Regions from separate parts of the Mus musculus genome. Here regions 1, 2, 3 and 5 are each linked to region 4. The links are chromatin contacts, called in public HiChIP or PLAC-seq and promoter capture Hi-C maps. All regions are on one chromosome and are shown on one strand. The core of a region is the stretch at or near the end of the contact, and the rest is flanking DNA. Distances in the headings are between cores, read along the strand shown. Region 1 holds the start of C030013G03Rik (RIKEN cDNA C030013G03 gene). Region 2 overlaps Plg (plasminogen). Region 3 overlaps Gm41527 (a long non-coding RNA gene). Region 4 holds the start of Airn (antisense Igf2r RNA). Region 5 holds the start of 4732491K20Rik (RIKEN cDNA 4732491K20 gene).

What was found. Promoter capture Hi-C pulls out the DNA fragments that hold promoters and counts their contacts. HiChIP or PLAC-seq counts read pairs in DNA pulled down with a chosen protein or histone mark.
Region 1: a contact with region 4 is called in an H3K27ac HiChIP or PLAC-seq map of T-cell acute lymphoblastic leukemia, with 6 times the contacts expected there. The contact joins the promoter of C030013G03Rik here to the promoter of Airn in region 4. A contact is called at or near these places in 1 of 39 promoter capture datasets (the 3T3-L1 cell line), 1 of 15 datasets of contacts at CTCF or cohesin (the NIH/3T3 cell line), 1 of 484 Hi-C or Micro-C datasets (nephron progenitors) and 2 of 115 datasets of contacts at active chromatin or transcription factors (T-cell acute lymphoblastic leukemia and large pre-B cells).
Region 2: a promoter capture Hi-C map of the 3T3-L1 cell line shows a contact between it and region 4, with 4 times the contacts expected there. The contact joins the enhancer-like site here to the promoter of Airn in region 4. A contact is called at or near these places in 9 of 39 promoter capture datasets (the 3T3-L1 cell line, 3T3-L1-derived adipocytes, HPC-7-derived erythroid cells and 5 more), 7 of 115 datasets of contacts at active chromatin or transcription factors (the SCID.adh cell line, bone marrow-derived dendritic cells, craniofacial prominence and 4 more) and 1 of 9 other capture datasets (embryonic stem cells).
Region 3: an HNF4G HiChIP or PLAC-seq map of pancreatic cancer cells shows a contact between it and region 4. The contact joins the enhancer-like site here to the promoter of Airn in region 4. A contact is called at or near these places in 1 of 39 promoter capture datasets (the HPC-7 cell line) and 4 of 115 datasets of contacts at active chromatin or transcription factors (CD8 T cells, effector CD8 T cells, memory CD8 T cells and 1 more).
Region 5: a FOXA1 HiChIP or PLAC-seq map of pancreatic cancer cells shows a contact between it and region 4. The contact joins the promoter of 4732491K20Rik here to the promoter of Airn in region 4. A contact is called at or near these places in 1 of 39 promoter capture datasets (hippocampal neurons) and 4 of 115 datasets of contacts at active chromatin or transcription factors (bone marrow-derived dendritic cells, extraembryonic endoderm stem cells, memory CD8 T cells and 1 more).

Annotation. Positions count from the first base shown.
Region 1 is chr17:12,465,507-12,468,206 of GRCm38.p6, forward strand. It overlaps C030013G03Rik (RIKEN cDNA C030013G03 gene), which reads left to right and starts at 1,338. Exons shown (of 2, transcript NR_077217.1): 1 at 1,338-1,516. The region is part of intron 1 of Slc22a3 (solute carrier family 22 (organic cation transporter), member 3); the gene reads right to left.
Region 2 is chr17:12,411,257-12,413,956 of GRCm38.p6, forward strand. It overlaps Plg (plasminogen), which reads left to right. Exons shown (of 19, transcript NM_008877.3): 16 at 205-345. Among named protein-coding and RNA genes, the nearest start is that of Plg, 34 kb to the left of the region's middle. Within about 2 kb of position 1,450, at least 30 of the 459 cell types and tissues checked have an H3K27ac peak or open chromatin away from gene starts, as enhancers often do.
Region 3 is chr17:12,362,783-12,365,482 of GRCm38.p6, forward strand. The region is part of intron 1 of Gm41527 (a long non-coding RNA gene); the gene reads right to left. Among named protein-coding and RNA genes, the nearest start is that of Gm41527, 6.2 kb to the right of the region's middle. Within about 2 kb of position 1,444, at least 91 of the 459 cell types and tissues checked have an H3K27ac peak or open chromatin away from gene starts, as enhancers often do. A contact at or near this core is called in CD8 T cells, the HPC-7 cell line, effector CD8 T cells and 2 more, where this site is marked.
Region 4 is chr17:12,739,877-12,742,576 of GRCm38.p6, forward strand. Airn (antisense Igf2r RNA) reads left to right here and starts at 1,435. Exons shown (of 3, transcript NR_027773.1): 1 at 1,435-1,548. Igf2r (insulin-like growth factor 2 receptor) reads right to left here. Exons shown (of 48, transcript NM_010515.2): 3 at 406-530.
Region 5 is chr17:12,317,516-12,320,215 of GRCm38.p6, forward strand. It overlaps 4732491K20Rik (RIKEN cDNA 4732491K20 gene), which reads left to right and starts at 1,338. Exons shown (of 2, transcript NR_045290.1): 1 at 1,338-1,657. It overlaps Map3k4 (mitogen-activated protein kinase kinase kinase 4), which reads right to left and starts at 1,145. Exons shown (of 27, transcript NM_011948.2): 1 at 983-1,145. The coding sequence starts at 1,113.

The sequences.
Region 1 (2,700 bases), core at 88-2,587, 270 kb before region 4:
AAGAGCAGCAGTCTGAAAGGATTTTTATATCCTGTATTTATACAGGATTAATTAAAAATAGATGTCTATTCACATTTTCTAAAATACTTGGAACGCTGACTGGCCAGATAATGCCTGCTTTTCTGAGCGTTCTGCATGCCAGGGACCAGTGATAGATGTTGCGTTTCTCAGGCTCTTTTGCCGGTGCGGAGCTGCTTGGGTTTAGGGAGCTAATGTGCGATCAGAAGGAAGGGCTCTGCTTCTGGTCTTGATGCAGCTCCTGTCCCCATTCTGACTGTGACAGTGGTGACTGGTGGCTGGAGGTGCTATTTAGTGCTTACAACCCTGACCTAGCCACACGTGGGCAAAGGGATCTGACCCCCCTGACTGAGGTGGGATGACCTGTCTCAAATCTGGGCCACGCCTTCTGGTGTCACCTTATATAAATGACATGCCTGCTTGCCCTCACTCTCACTGGCAAGCCCATTTCTTCCCTGGCATTAGAGCTCACCTCTTTGGCTTTCCAGTATACACTGTATTGATGGGGATGTCAAAGTTGGCCATCAGTCTGGGCAGAGGCTCATTACCAAGACTGCACCGTGGTGCCTACCTTTTCCCTCTATTTTTCTAGTCCTTCCAAATTAGTTCAATATAATCCTTTTGCTCGGTGGATCCCAGCCTGATCCATCTAGCCTGGATTCTATTTTTATGACTTTGCGCATGCTGGCTTGCAAAGGCACAAAGTAAGTGTCAACAACACATTTGTATTTAAACAAATCCAGGGATGTAGTTCTGTGTCTGTTAGATCAGAGACCCCTCTAACTGCCCCTCTCTTGCCCAGAAATCAGGCCACAACCCTTCAGTTCCTGGACATTTGACAAGGAAGCTGCCTGCACTGTGGCCTTCCAGTTTTTTTCCCTCTTGTTTCAGCTGCTAGGGCCCAGCTCTCATGATAACCCAGCCTGAGAGAACCTTCCATTGTAAGTTTATGTCTAGAGCCTTCTTCCATGTCAGGGGTCACACAGGCTGCGTTACATGGAACCTCTTCCCTGCCTCCTCTGAAAACCTGTGAGAGTCAGAAACTCCCTTTGTGCTAGGGATCTGAAGGTTGTCCCTGCAAGATCCCTTCACAGTACTTGCACTCTGTGATGGCTTTTCTTGGCTGGCAAAATTGACTACATTTGGGATTAACTAAAACCCAAGCAGCTAGGTACACCAGTAAGGAATCCTTGATTGAGTCATTTGAGTGGGAAGACTTACCCTAAATCTGGATCTTTTCGGATAGGAAGATCCACCTTAAATCTGGGCCACGCCTTCTGGTGGCAGACTATATAAAGAACACAAGGAGGAAGCACCTGCTCTTTGCCTGCTTGTCCTCACTCTCACTGGCAAGTTCATTTCTTCACTGGCACTGCAGCCTGCCTCTTTGGGGTTCCAACAGATACTGTAAGACCAGCTGAGACATCCAGCCTCGTGGACTGAATAACTACTGGACTCTTGGACTTTCTATCAAGAGAGAATAGTTGGACTACAGCATGTAAGCCTCCCCAATAAATCATTGTAGGAATAATATATATAGAATAAATATTACATATATATCATATAAACATGGGGTGTATATATATATATACATATATATATAGAAAATGGGATATATATGTGATATATGATATATATGTGTTTGTGTGTCTCTCTCTGTGTGTATGTGTATATATATGTGTATATATATAAATATATATATATGTGTGTATATATATAAATATATATATATACATTCTATCAATTCAGTTCCTCTCGAGAATCCTGACTAATAACACTCTCCAAATTCTCTCCCCCAGGGATTCATTGAGGCTGTCTTTTGAAGGGAAATTCAGTTTAGCCTCCTTTTTATGAACTGCTTTCATTTTTATATTTTAAAAACTTACTAGTGTGCGGGCGGGGGTATGTGCACACATGCTGGGGCACATACATGCCAGGTGGAGGTCAGAGGACAATGCCACAGAGCCAGTTCTTTTGTTTATGGGTTCCAGGGCTCAACCTAAGGCCCTTGGGCTTGTACAGCATGCATCTCTGCCTGCTGAGCCATCTCAACAGCCAAATGGACTGTTTTAAACATTGTAACATACTGATACCAAACCTGAGGGCTGAAGGTCTCTCCCTGTCTTCAAGGACATGCTGTCCCTAGTCGGTGAACTACCCTGGGAACTGAAGGGTGCCTCCCTTCAGGACCCCTATCATACCTGTGATGGCTTTCCCTCCCGATCCTCTTCTACTTGAGGACTGGTCACTCTCGGGAGCCTGTGGTCAGGAGGCTGATTTCTTTTAAGTGTCAAAGTTTCTGGTATGGGGAACACTTGAGACTCAAGTGCTCTCTGTGACTGCTCTCTGTGAGCAGCACACTTCAGCATGCTGGGATGGACACTCCAAGCCTCTGGGTCCTCTCTGCATTCCCTATGTGTTGCTGTATATAATAGACAGCTGGGCTAAATTTACAGTGTTTAAAGAAATATCAGCAGATAGTGGCACCTGGGGGCTTCATAGGCTAAGCCCTCCACCCCAATAAAGCACCAGGTGTGTTTGGTGGTTCCTCGGGAGACCTAAACCCAACAAGGATCATAGGTCATCTTAGATCACCAAATTTCCTGACATTGTCATCAGAGACACAAACGTGTGTGTGTGTGTGTGTGTGTGTGTGTGTGTGTGTGTGACTGTCCTGTTACT
Region 2 (2,700 bases), core at 200-2,699, 330 kb before region 4:
TGGGGAAACAGATCTGCTCAATGGCAGGCATTGGTTCTCTCAAGGTCAAGGACATTCCAGGGGCAGACAAATCTAGGATTTTGTCTCTTGCCGCACCTGTTTTGATGCTGATGTGTTGGGTGACCGTGTGATGTGCACGGCACTGGAAGGCACCAGGGAAGGGTTTGGACTATGTTTCACTCCTGATGTCACCATCCTTTCTAGATCTTCAAGACCTGAATTCTACAAGGTTATCCTGGGTGCGCACGAAGAATATATCCGTGGGTTGGATGTTCAGGAAATATCAGTAGCCAAACTGATCTTGGAGCCCAACAACCGTGACATTGCCCTGCTGAAACTAAGCCGGTATGGGTGCCCCTGGGTTTGAATCCCAAGCTGAGTAAAGACAGTGGCTTCATGGCAGGGTTTTTCGACCCACCACCATGGGGCAGAGCTGTCTAGTATGCAAAAGTATGGGAAATTAGGAAAAAATGGGGGTAAACTTAATCAAAAAACCAGGATTCAGTCCAGTTCTGCATACCCCAGGCATATTCCTTTAAAAGGAGTCCAGATTCAGTTTCCCCATATAGAGAAAGAATTAAAATATAAGGTGCAGAAACACCTCCGTGTCTCCATTACCTAATGCCCACCAGCTAATAATTTGCATCCACTTCATGCTGACAAAGCTCCTCCCTCAGTGACTCCAGGCTGACAAAGCTAATCTAAGTTACTCCAGGCTGACAAAGCTAATCCATCAGTTACTCCAGGCTGACAAAGCTTCTCTTAATATAATGAAAGAATCAAATGAGATTGTTTGATTACATCAAAGCACTTTTAAAACCTATAAACATGTGCTCAGCATGGTGGCACATGCCTTTGATCCCAGCACTTGGGGGATAGAAGCAGGTGGATCTCTGTGAGGTTGAGGCTAGCCTGGACTACATAGTAAGTTCCAGGAAAGCCAGGGCTATATAGAGAGACCTTAGCTCAAAAAACGAAAGCCCCAAACCAAAACAACAACAAGAGTCAGATCCCACAAGTATAGGGCTAGAGACCAGCAGTTAAGAGAGCCTGCTGCTTTTCCAGATGACTAGAGCTTGGCTCCCAGAATCTGTATTAAATGGTTCACCGCTACCTGGACTTTCAGCTCAAAGTGATCTAACACCCTCTTCCGGCCTCTGTTGGCACACACACAAAAAAGCAAAAACCAAGCAGACAAACCCAGGTAAGGAAGAGAACAGAACGAGACAAGAAACAATTCACAAACACAAACGCAAGTCTCATTTCCATTGTTCTTCTTTCTGTCCTTATTTTCCCTGCTGAGATGTATTTTTTAAAGCTAGACATTGGGTAATTAGGCTTGTTCCATGGAATTAGGAATGTTTGGAAGCAGGTCCACCCCCGTGGACACAGCTCACAAACGGTCAGCTATTTTGAGAAATAACACTTTTGGGACAGGCAACAGGCACGCAGTGCACATTAGCTGTGCCTGATGGCTTCCAGATGACAGGGAGATGATTCTGGCAGAAACAAGGACTGGTCCAGTCAGCGCAGGCTGCTGGAGGGAGTTCTCTGGTCTCAAACACTGGGCCATGGTTCTGGGCTGTAAACAGAGAGGCGATGTCTTGGGACATTTTGATGTATTAGAAAGCTAGAAGGAGGGACAGGAAGTTACTCTATAAATCAGCTGATGTCCCTCATGTCCCCAGAGCCTTCCCTTGCATCCCAGTAAATGAATGAATACAAGACCTGCCTGAGTGGTTCCCTTGGATTCACTAGGGTGATCCAGGGCTTGAACAGGTCATTCAGCAAATAGGAGGACCTTGCTCTCTGACAGCCTGACGTTTTCTGGCTTTGATTGTATCATAGCCGCACCCCACAGACCGAAGAGCAAAGGTCTTGGTGTCCTGTAAAGGACCCTATGCATGACATTCCTGTGAGAAGCTGGGTCTGTTTTGGTCATTCTGGGAAATCATGTCTGCTGCAAAGCTGGAGACAGTGTGGGTCCTGGATGAAAACAGGGCGTTCCTCATTTCCAGTCTTTTTTTTTTTTTTTTAATCTCTTGAATGCACTAAGGCTTTGGGTCTGAAAAAAAAAAATCAAAGTTAGAATACGTGTGAATCCATGGAACTTTATAACTCTATTTAGGTGCAGGTTCTTTGAAAACAGAGCTGTTTCACTTCTGTGAAGAGCTCACTTCCAAATCACTTTCTCTTGGTGAACACCACTTGTCCAGATTCTTGTAAGCAGTTCAGCATTTAACAGGCGAGAAGATCTGGGACGCAGAAAGGTAGAATAAATAGCCTCGGCCAAACACCTTTTGATCTTAGTGTAGCTGGATAGCATCTGGATGGTCCATCCACAGAAAGGCACCCTCTTACATTGAATAGCAAGTCACAAACCACAGGACAGGGCTCAGTTGGTAAAGCACTTGCCGCACGAGCGTGGAGACCCAAGCTCAAATCCCCAGTGTTATGTCAAACGCTTGGCATGAAGATATGCACCTGTAACCCCAACACTGGGGCCCAGGGGGAGACACAGGAGGACTCCTAGAGCTAGTCTCGCTGACTCAGTGAACTCCAGGTTCTGTGACAGACCCTGTCTCCAAAACTGAGGGGATGAACAATTGAGGAAGACACCTGAAACTGATCTCTGGACTTTCTATGCATATGCACAAGTGTGCATTTGGTTCCTGCATGGACACATGCGAACAAACATAC
Region 3 (2,700 bases), core at 194-2,693, 380 kb before region 4:
TGAACACCTCTGATCTATCTAGCCTCTCCACTGCTGCCCTTCCTTCCTTCCTTCCTTCCTTCCTTCCTTCCTTCCTTCCTTCCTTCCTTCCTTCCCTCAAGCTGAGCTCAGTGGAGCCAGTCAGCCACAGACTCAACCCTCTGAACCTGGGGTCAGAACAAATCCATCAAGTTGGGTTTTCCTCACCTATTTTGTCACCGCGATGGAAAATTAACTAATGTGCCTTTTAACCACTTTTGGCCCTTACTGTAAAAATTTTAAAGGCAGAGTATTTCTCAAGGTTAATTAACATTCTTGGAAGAGGTTGGAGGCTCATTCATTCATTTCAACACAACCAATTCATTCCTTATACTACTGGATCAATGAGAAGAGCCACCCTCAATGGGCGATGTCCCAAGAAAGAAGTGACTGCCCCCTCAGGCCACCACCCTCAGTCTACCATGGAGGCTTCTCTATGCTTTATATGTTTTTTTTTTTTACACAGTGTGTATCTGTGCATGTGTGTGACTGTGTTGTATATGGGTGGGAGCACATGTGTATGTAAACAAAGCATGTTTGGAGGCCCAAGAGTAATGGCTGGAGGCTTCCTTAACTGCTCCCCACCTTGCTTTTTGATCAAGATGTCTTAGTCATAGTTCTACTTCTGTGAACAGACACCATGACCAAGGCAAGTCTTATAAAGACAACATTCAATTGGGGCTGGCTTACAGGTTCAGAGGTTCAGTCCATTATCATTAAGGCAGGAGCAAGGCAGCATCCAGGCAGGCTTGGTACAGGAGGAGCTGAGAGTTCTACATCTTCATCTGAAAGCTGCTAGTTTAAGACTCACTTCCAGGCAGCTAGCACTAGGGTATTTAAGCCCACACCCACAGTGTCACACCTACTCCAACAAGGCCACACTTCCTAATAGTGCCACTCCCTGGACAAAGCATATACAAACCATCACACAAGGTCTCTCACTCACACCCAGAGCTTCCTGGGTTGGTCAGTCTGGCTAGCCAGCTTGCGCCCGGGATCTCCTGTCTTTTGGCTTCTGAGACTGGAGTTGGAAGTGACTCACCATGTCTCGCCTGTCATTTACACAGGCTTTGGGACCTGAACTCTGGCTCTCTTGCTTCTGAAGCCAGTATTGTTGAGCCATCTCTCCTGCCCAAGGATCCCCTATTCTTAGAGATGGTTGCTTGAATTCAGGGGCTGTGGTTGGCGGCCCTGTAGATAACATGACAGAATTTCTCTAAGTGTCAATCATTCAGTTTGTTAACGATCACAAAAGAAAGGCTTGGCTATTGAATGATCTGCTGAGCACTCGTGCTTAGGAAACAACAGTCCGGGCAGGTTATGATGTAAGAAGCAGGGGAAATATGGGCACTACACACTCCCTGACCACAAGCAATCTACTTTCAGTTTTGCAGCTAGGGTGATGTGAATTTGATACTCATTCAGTAGAAACTGCCTTTTGAATCATAGTCATTTCCCAGGCTGATGACACCGCACTTTCTCACTCGCTGTATCACACCCCACTTAGATACTGGGTCATGGGGGCAAATAGTACTCTGCTGTACTATGAGATGAGCAAGCGCATTGTTGGTCCATGCTATTTCGGGATGACCTTGGGTTAGGAGTATAACTCCATCCTGGGTGGGGCAGCAGCTATAGTCTCCTTCAGCGTCTCGGCTTCTCTCTGCCTTTCTCTGAAACCCTGGTGGCCACGCCGGGTTCAGCAAATGCTGTGGGCTGTGGGCGTTAGACAGCTTGTGTGGAGACGCATGGTGTCTAGCAGCCGTGCAGTTGGTGGTGCCTGCTGTTTCCTTTAGTCTTTGCAGAGAGATGCTATAGCAGTCACATGACCTCATCCTCCATGGGTGGCCTAGCCCTAGGCTTGCTTCCATTTAGTCTTTAAACTGGCGACTTTGAGAGGGTAGAGCTTGTGACTGGAAGGGATAGAGGTTTTGTTTTTTTTTTGTTTGTTTGTTTTTGTTTTTTTTTGTTTTTTTGGTTTTTTTGAGAACATTGTTAAAAAGCCGATCAGAGCGGGTAATTTTGCAGCACACTACCAAGGAGAAAGCTAGCAGATAAAATCTCCGATGACAGGGGAAATAAAATCCAAATAACAATGAGAAAAAAATTGTGTTGCATAGAATGATTCTAGATGAGAAAAGAATTGGGATCCTGGCCAAAGAAGCAGTAGCAACAAGTATAACAAACATTCTGAGGTCACTCATGGCTGTTAATACATAGCCAGGATAATATGTGACATTACAGTCATGGATAGTAACATATAGCCAGGATACTATGTGACATTACAATCATGGATAGTAACATATAGCCAGGATAATATGTGACATTACAGTCATGGATAGTAACAGATAGCCAGGATACTATGTGACATTATAGTCACGGATAGTAACATATAGCCAGGATACTATGTGACATTACAGTCATGGATAGTAACATACAGCGGGTATTAACAAACAGCTAGCATACTACATGATATTAAGAACTTTTTTCTTTTCTTCCTTCCTTCCTTCCTTTCTTTCTTTCTTTCTTTCTTTCTTTTTTATTTTAAGATTTGTTTTGTTTTTAAATTGTATGTGGTGTGTACGTGTGTGTGATCAGGTACCTGCCAAAAAGGCTAGAAGAAGGTGTCTGATCATCTGGGCTGGAGCAACAGGTAGATGTGAGCCCCTAAATTGAATGCTG
Region 4 (2,700 bases), core at 185-2,684:
CATGAGAAAGACCAAGGTGTTCACCTCCAAGTCCTGTTTCTCCTACAGTAAACACCAAGCTCTTAAGAACAATCAACAGAAGTAAATCAGCAGCTAGCTTGCTCTGCAACATGACCTCCATGGTTCATGCTGCCACAAACAGACTTTAAGATCTCAATTTGCACAATAGTGTGGTTATAGGTTGGTCTAAAATTAACATTCATCCTAACTCAAGTTTCACTCCAATTCTCACCATCTTTAAGACACATTTAGTTGGTGGTTCTGGGTGGTAGTGACGTGATGTGAATATAAATTGGGGGGAGGGGGAAATTGACCATTTAGTCCTCCAGGATCAGAATTCCTGTAACAAGAACACCAGAAGGGGAAAATGTTCTTAACAAAGAGCTTGAAGAGGGCCCCACTCACCAGGGTCTTCCCACACAGAAATGTAATGCTAGTCTGGATTCTGTGCTGTGAATCTGAAGGCTGGCAGCCCATAGTGGTGTTGAATTCCAGGAGTGATCTGGCTGAACTTCTCAAAAGTGAGTCACCTGTTTGGAGAGGATAAGAATGAACACACAATGAACAAACATAAAAGCACGTAGGCTCTTTTCTCACAGATAAGCACTAGGCAAGCCAGGAATGTTAAACACGCAGGGTTGTCTCTTCAAAGGGAGAGTAGATAACCTGTTTCCAGCCCAGGAGGCTGGGGGCAGGGGTGGTTAATAGCCTGGTGACCTCTGTGCTATTTCTGTAAGGCCAGGCCACAGCAGCTGCCCCAGACCCCTCCCATGAGCCTGCTTCCCCCAGACTCCTCCCATGAGCCTACTTCCTTAATCTATAGAATCTATCTATACAGAAGACTCACTTGAACCTCACAAAAGAATCAATGTAGTCATAAGTAAAGATTTATTGAACACATGGGATGGAGTTAATTAAAACCAGAGAACTTTTTTTTAATTGTGCTTTGCTTAAATGTGCCTAAAATAAACTGTAAGTCTCAAATTTTGAACCAATACTGGCAACTGAGTTGTGTGGAAGAGAACTGCCTGTTTATGTCCTGTAAAACTATGCTTTTGGTGGCTTGGTGGTCAGGAAAACCTTCACAGGAGTGGCACTGCATACTCTGCATCCAAGCAATGGAAAGACTAAGAGAAGTGTATCTCTCTCGGGGTTCAAGACAAGCAAGGACTACTCAATTAGACAACAGCTTTTAAAAAGAAGAAGAAGAAACATAACCGTAATATCTGTTATTCAAGTCTGCTTGAAATATCTGGTCTCTCTGGTGTTCCTCTAAATCTTTCTGACCTGCTCAGCAGGCAATTTATAGAAACACTTCCAGGACTGTAAGGCCATCTAAAACACAGGCTCCAGGCTGGAGCAAGAGGAGGAGCCAAAGCCTGGTGAGGTTGGGCTGAGCAGGGGGGATTAAGTGACACAGTTGGGGCGGAACTTAATAATCTCCACCCCCTGCCGAGGCTTCAACATTATATCTATCCCTCCTTGCTCTAGCGGGCAGCAAGAAGCACAGCACCGCCAGTTACCACGCAGACATCCTGGGGAACTGAGGTAAGCTAGGGTTCCCCGCGTGAAGCGCGGCAATGCGAGGGGAGGATTCTGCAGATGAGGGTAGGATTCCGTTGCAAGGGGAGGATTCCACGCGTTAGAGGATTCCGCAAAGGAAGGGTTCCACAGGAGGGAAGGGCTCTACGCGAGGTGAGGGTTCCACTGATCCGGCAGCTCGAGGGCTCCGACCAAGAGTTCCAGGCCGCTCAAAGGTTCCCCTACGCGAGATTCAGCGCTAGGGTGAAGATTTCTGGGCTACAAGAAAACTCAGCACTAGGGTGCCCCACTGCTCACCAGTGTTCTGAACTACACGAGGGCCGATAGGGCCGGTAGAAAGCCGAAAGCCGCGCTGCCGCCATGCCGCGTCAGCAAGAGGAGAAGGGAGGGGGGCGTCCAGCGCGGGCCGACTGCTGCACTGGGGGGGGGGGGGGTTTACGGGCGATCTAGAGCACGAGGGTGCCACGCTGCGCAAGGGGAGCAGGGGTTCGCGCTAGGGCACCACGCTGCTGGAGAGTTGGGGGGGGGGGTGGAGATCGGAGGATTTCTACACGACCTGATCCGCGGTTTGCGGGGCAGGGGGAAGGTTCGGTGGGTTCCGCGGCACTGCGCGAGCCAGGGTGCTGGCGTGTGCGCTGCCCCCCCCCCCCCCCCCCGTTCAGAGGATTTTAGCACAACTCCAATTGTGCTGCGATTCTGGTTGTGCCGAGTTGCGAGAGAGGCTAAGGGTGAAAAGCTGCACAAGGAGGGGATTCGGAGGGTTTAGAGGGTTCCGCGGCACTGCGCCGCAGTGCTGCCCGAGGGTTCGGAGCAATTCCGGTTGTGCCGTGATCCTTGGTTGTGCTGAGTTGCGGTGAGGGAAAGGGAAGGGAAAGCTCAGAGGGTTCCGAGCTATCCTGAGGGTGCGAAGCTGCACAAGGGCAGGGTTCCGAGGGTTCCGCGGCACTGCGTGAGCCCCGGTGCCGCGCTGCCCAAAGGTTCGGAGGGTTTTAATGCGATTCCGGTTGGGCTGTGATTCTGGTTATGCCAAGTTGCGCGAGGGGAGGGGAAGAGACGGCTCGGAGGATTCCGAGGTATCCTGAGGGTGCAAACTGCACAAGGGGAGGATTCGAAGGGTTCTGTGATCAGGGCCAACGCTCAAAAGTGCCATGTTACAGG
Region 5 (2,700 bases), core at 88-2,587, 420 kb before region 4:
TGCCCCAAAAGATGTCACAGAACTATCTTGAAATTAAGAAACACAATGCAGTAGCTCTCACGGCTTTGAAAAAGTAAAATTCCTCTCAGGCAACCCAGTGGTGACAAGCAAGGATGTGAATGGCTCCCGTGTTCGGGTCTCGCTACAACTATAAATTTGCTATTTCTTCAAGCAGGAAAAAGCAAAGCTATTTAACTGCCTTCTTCCTGAGGTTATAGAGCGAGACCTTAAGCCAGGAGGAGTTGTGGGAGTGTTTTCACTATAGGGGACAGGAAGCAGTCAAAGTTTATCCTGAGATGCAAAGGACTGGCATTTAAACACAAAATCAGGACACCGTGAGTTTACCCTCCCAATTAAAACTTGAGACTCTTCGTAGCAGTTAAAAGAGCTTCTACGGAGCAGAATGCAACAGATACTCTGGGTACCAAAGTTCCATCTTGGAGCTTCCTGCGGTAGCAAAGTTTCACACATAAACCCTTAGCTATTTTCGTGCGCAACACTGCATCAGGCTGTTGCTAGAAGACAGTAAAAGGATCTCTGACAAGGAACCTTGTCTGCAGTTACGTGAAGCTTCGCCCTGGGGACAGAAGGCTGGGAGGCGCGCTGCAAAGGGCTGAAGGAGCAAGGAACTGCCGAGAGGCACGTCGCCTCTCTTTTCCTGGAAAAAGGAGAAAGATGGACCACCTTCCTTCCATCCGATCACTGATCCGAGCCCGAGCGGCAGTCCGGGGCAAGCTGGGGCTGTCTGCAGCAGGGCCCCGGGGAGCACTACTGCAAAGGCCAGGGTCGCTCGGGAGCTTGGCCTCCGAGCCCGGGCAGGGGTCGCGCGGAAGCGGAGCACCGGGCTCCGCGCTGCACCGCGCCCCTCCCGCCACCGGAGGTCCGGATGCTCCGCGCCCACCTGGCGCGCAGCCGAGGACCCCACGCCCCCTTCACGCGCCACCCTGCTCCCTCCGAGCTGCAGCTGCAGCCGTGCACTCACCTCGCCGCTGGGCAGCACTCCGGATCCGGCTCGGGCTGTGGCGGCGGTGCTGGCCGCAGCTCCTCCATGGCGGCTGCAGGGGTGTCGGCGAGGGCAGGAGGGGGCACCGGCTCGGCGATGGCGTCTCTCATCCGTGCACCAAGCTTCGCATGACCGCGGCGGGTCGTCAGCTGCAGCCTGGTGCGGGAAGACCAGGAGCCGCGGGGTGAGGGAGTGACTCGACTCCGCCTCCGCCTCTAGCCCGCCGCAGGAGCCGTGCGCGCAGCGGCCATCTTGGGAACGGCGGCCGGCCGAACGCTGGGCTACGGCGGGCAGCGAGGGACACGCCTCGGCGGGCGGCTGAGTCCGCCTGGGCGGGGCGAGGCGGGAGGGAGGAGCGCACTGGCCAGTGGTAAATCAGGTGTCGCTGGGTGACCGCGGGTGGCCTCGGGAGGTCCTGAGGCTAAGGGCACAGGAGACATTTGGAGAGGTAGGGTTGTCTGGGCGAGCAGGAATGCTTCATAAACTGGAGCTCAAGGTCTCTGCGCCACTGGATTCTGCCTTTCGGAATAAGGATGATGTCACCCAGACGCCCACAGCTCTGACATGGAAGTGTGGGCCTTCTGCAGACTCAGACCATCAGAGTGACACACCAATCAGGCAGCAGAGGACGCCGTCCTCACCCAGGATCCCAAGGTTAGAAAGTGCTTTTTCAGAAACTTGCACAGTTGCTACACTAAAGAAGAAAGAAAGGGATAAAGAAGTTGTAAAGATTTGAAGTTATTAAAAGAATTGAAATAGCAGAGCATCTTTCAGTCATTCTTAGCTTGCGCAGCTTTACAGCCTTTGAGTTGCAATCATGCCTTCTGAAATCCAGATTCAGTTCAGAAATCGTATTCAGAATCAAATATGTTTGTTTCCACTTAGTTTGATTTTTTTTAAAAAAATGATTCTTTAGCTTTGCTATGTAGAGATATAAATTTTGAACAAATTTTTTTAACTGACTGAAAGAAAAAATTTCAAGGTAAGATTTAAGAGCTAAGCAAGATAAAGATACTCTGAAATCAGCTGTGTTACAGAAATGTCTCTGTAATTAAAGAGCATACTCTTGCTGTTGTTACAGTAGACTACATTATCTATAATGTCTGCCAGTGCTGGATTTCTGAGTTGACATCCCTTTCATTAATTCAACAACATGCAGTCAGTCAACAACTATTCAGTGCACATATTGCATTAGGACTTCGGGAGACACTAAGGAAGCAGCCGTGAGAAGTTGCCTAATGGAGGGAGAGAGAACAAAGCAAAACGAAGCATTCAAAGGAAATGAACTCAGTCTATCCTAATAATTTTAAAGACCCATTCATTTTCACTGAGAGCTCTGCAGAGTGTTTCCCATCTCTCTGTAATTCTGATAGTTTCGTCTCCCTCTACACTGGGCTAACCTGAGCCCTCCTTAAATTGCATATGAGGAGAGTCGATAAGGAAACCTCTGACTGCTGCCAGGAAGTGAGCCAATGGGCACACTGCTTCCCACTCATAAAACGCTGAACACAAATCAGCCTCAGGAAGAGCCATGACTTTTTTTTATCCTTCATTGTCTACTGGGTACCGCATATTCTAGAAGGAACTAAAGACATTTACATCATCTCATCGTACCACTCGATGTGCATAGAGACCTAGATTACTTGATACTAACTCGGTTTGTGTGCAGGGCCTTTTTGCCTCAACATACATAGATA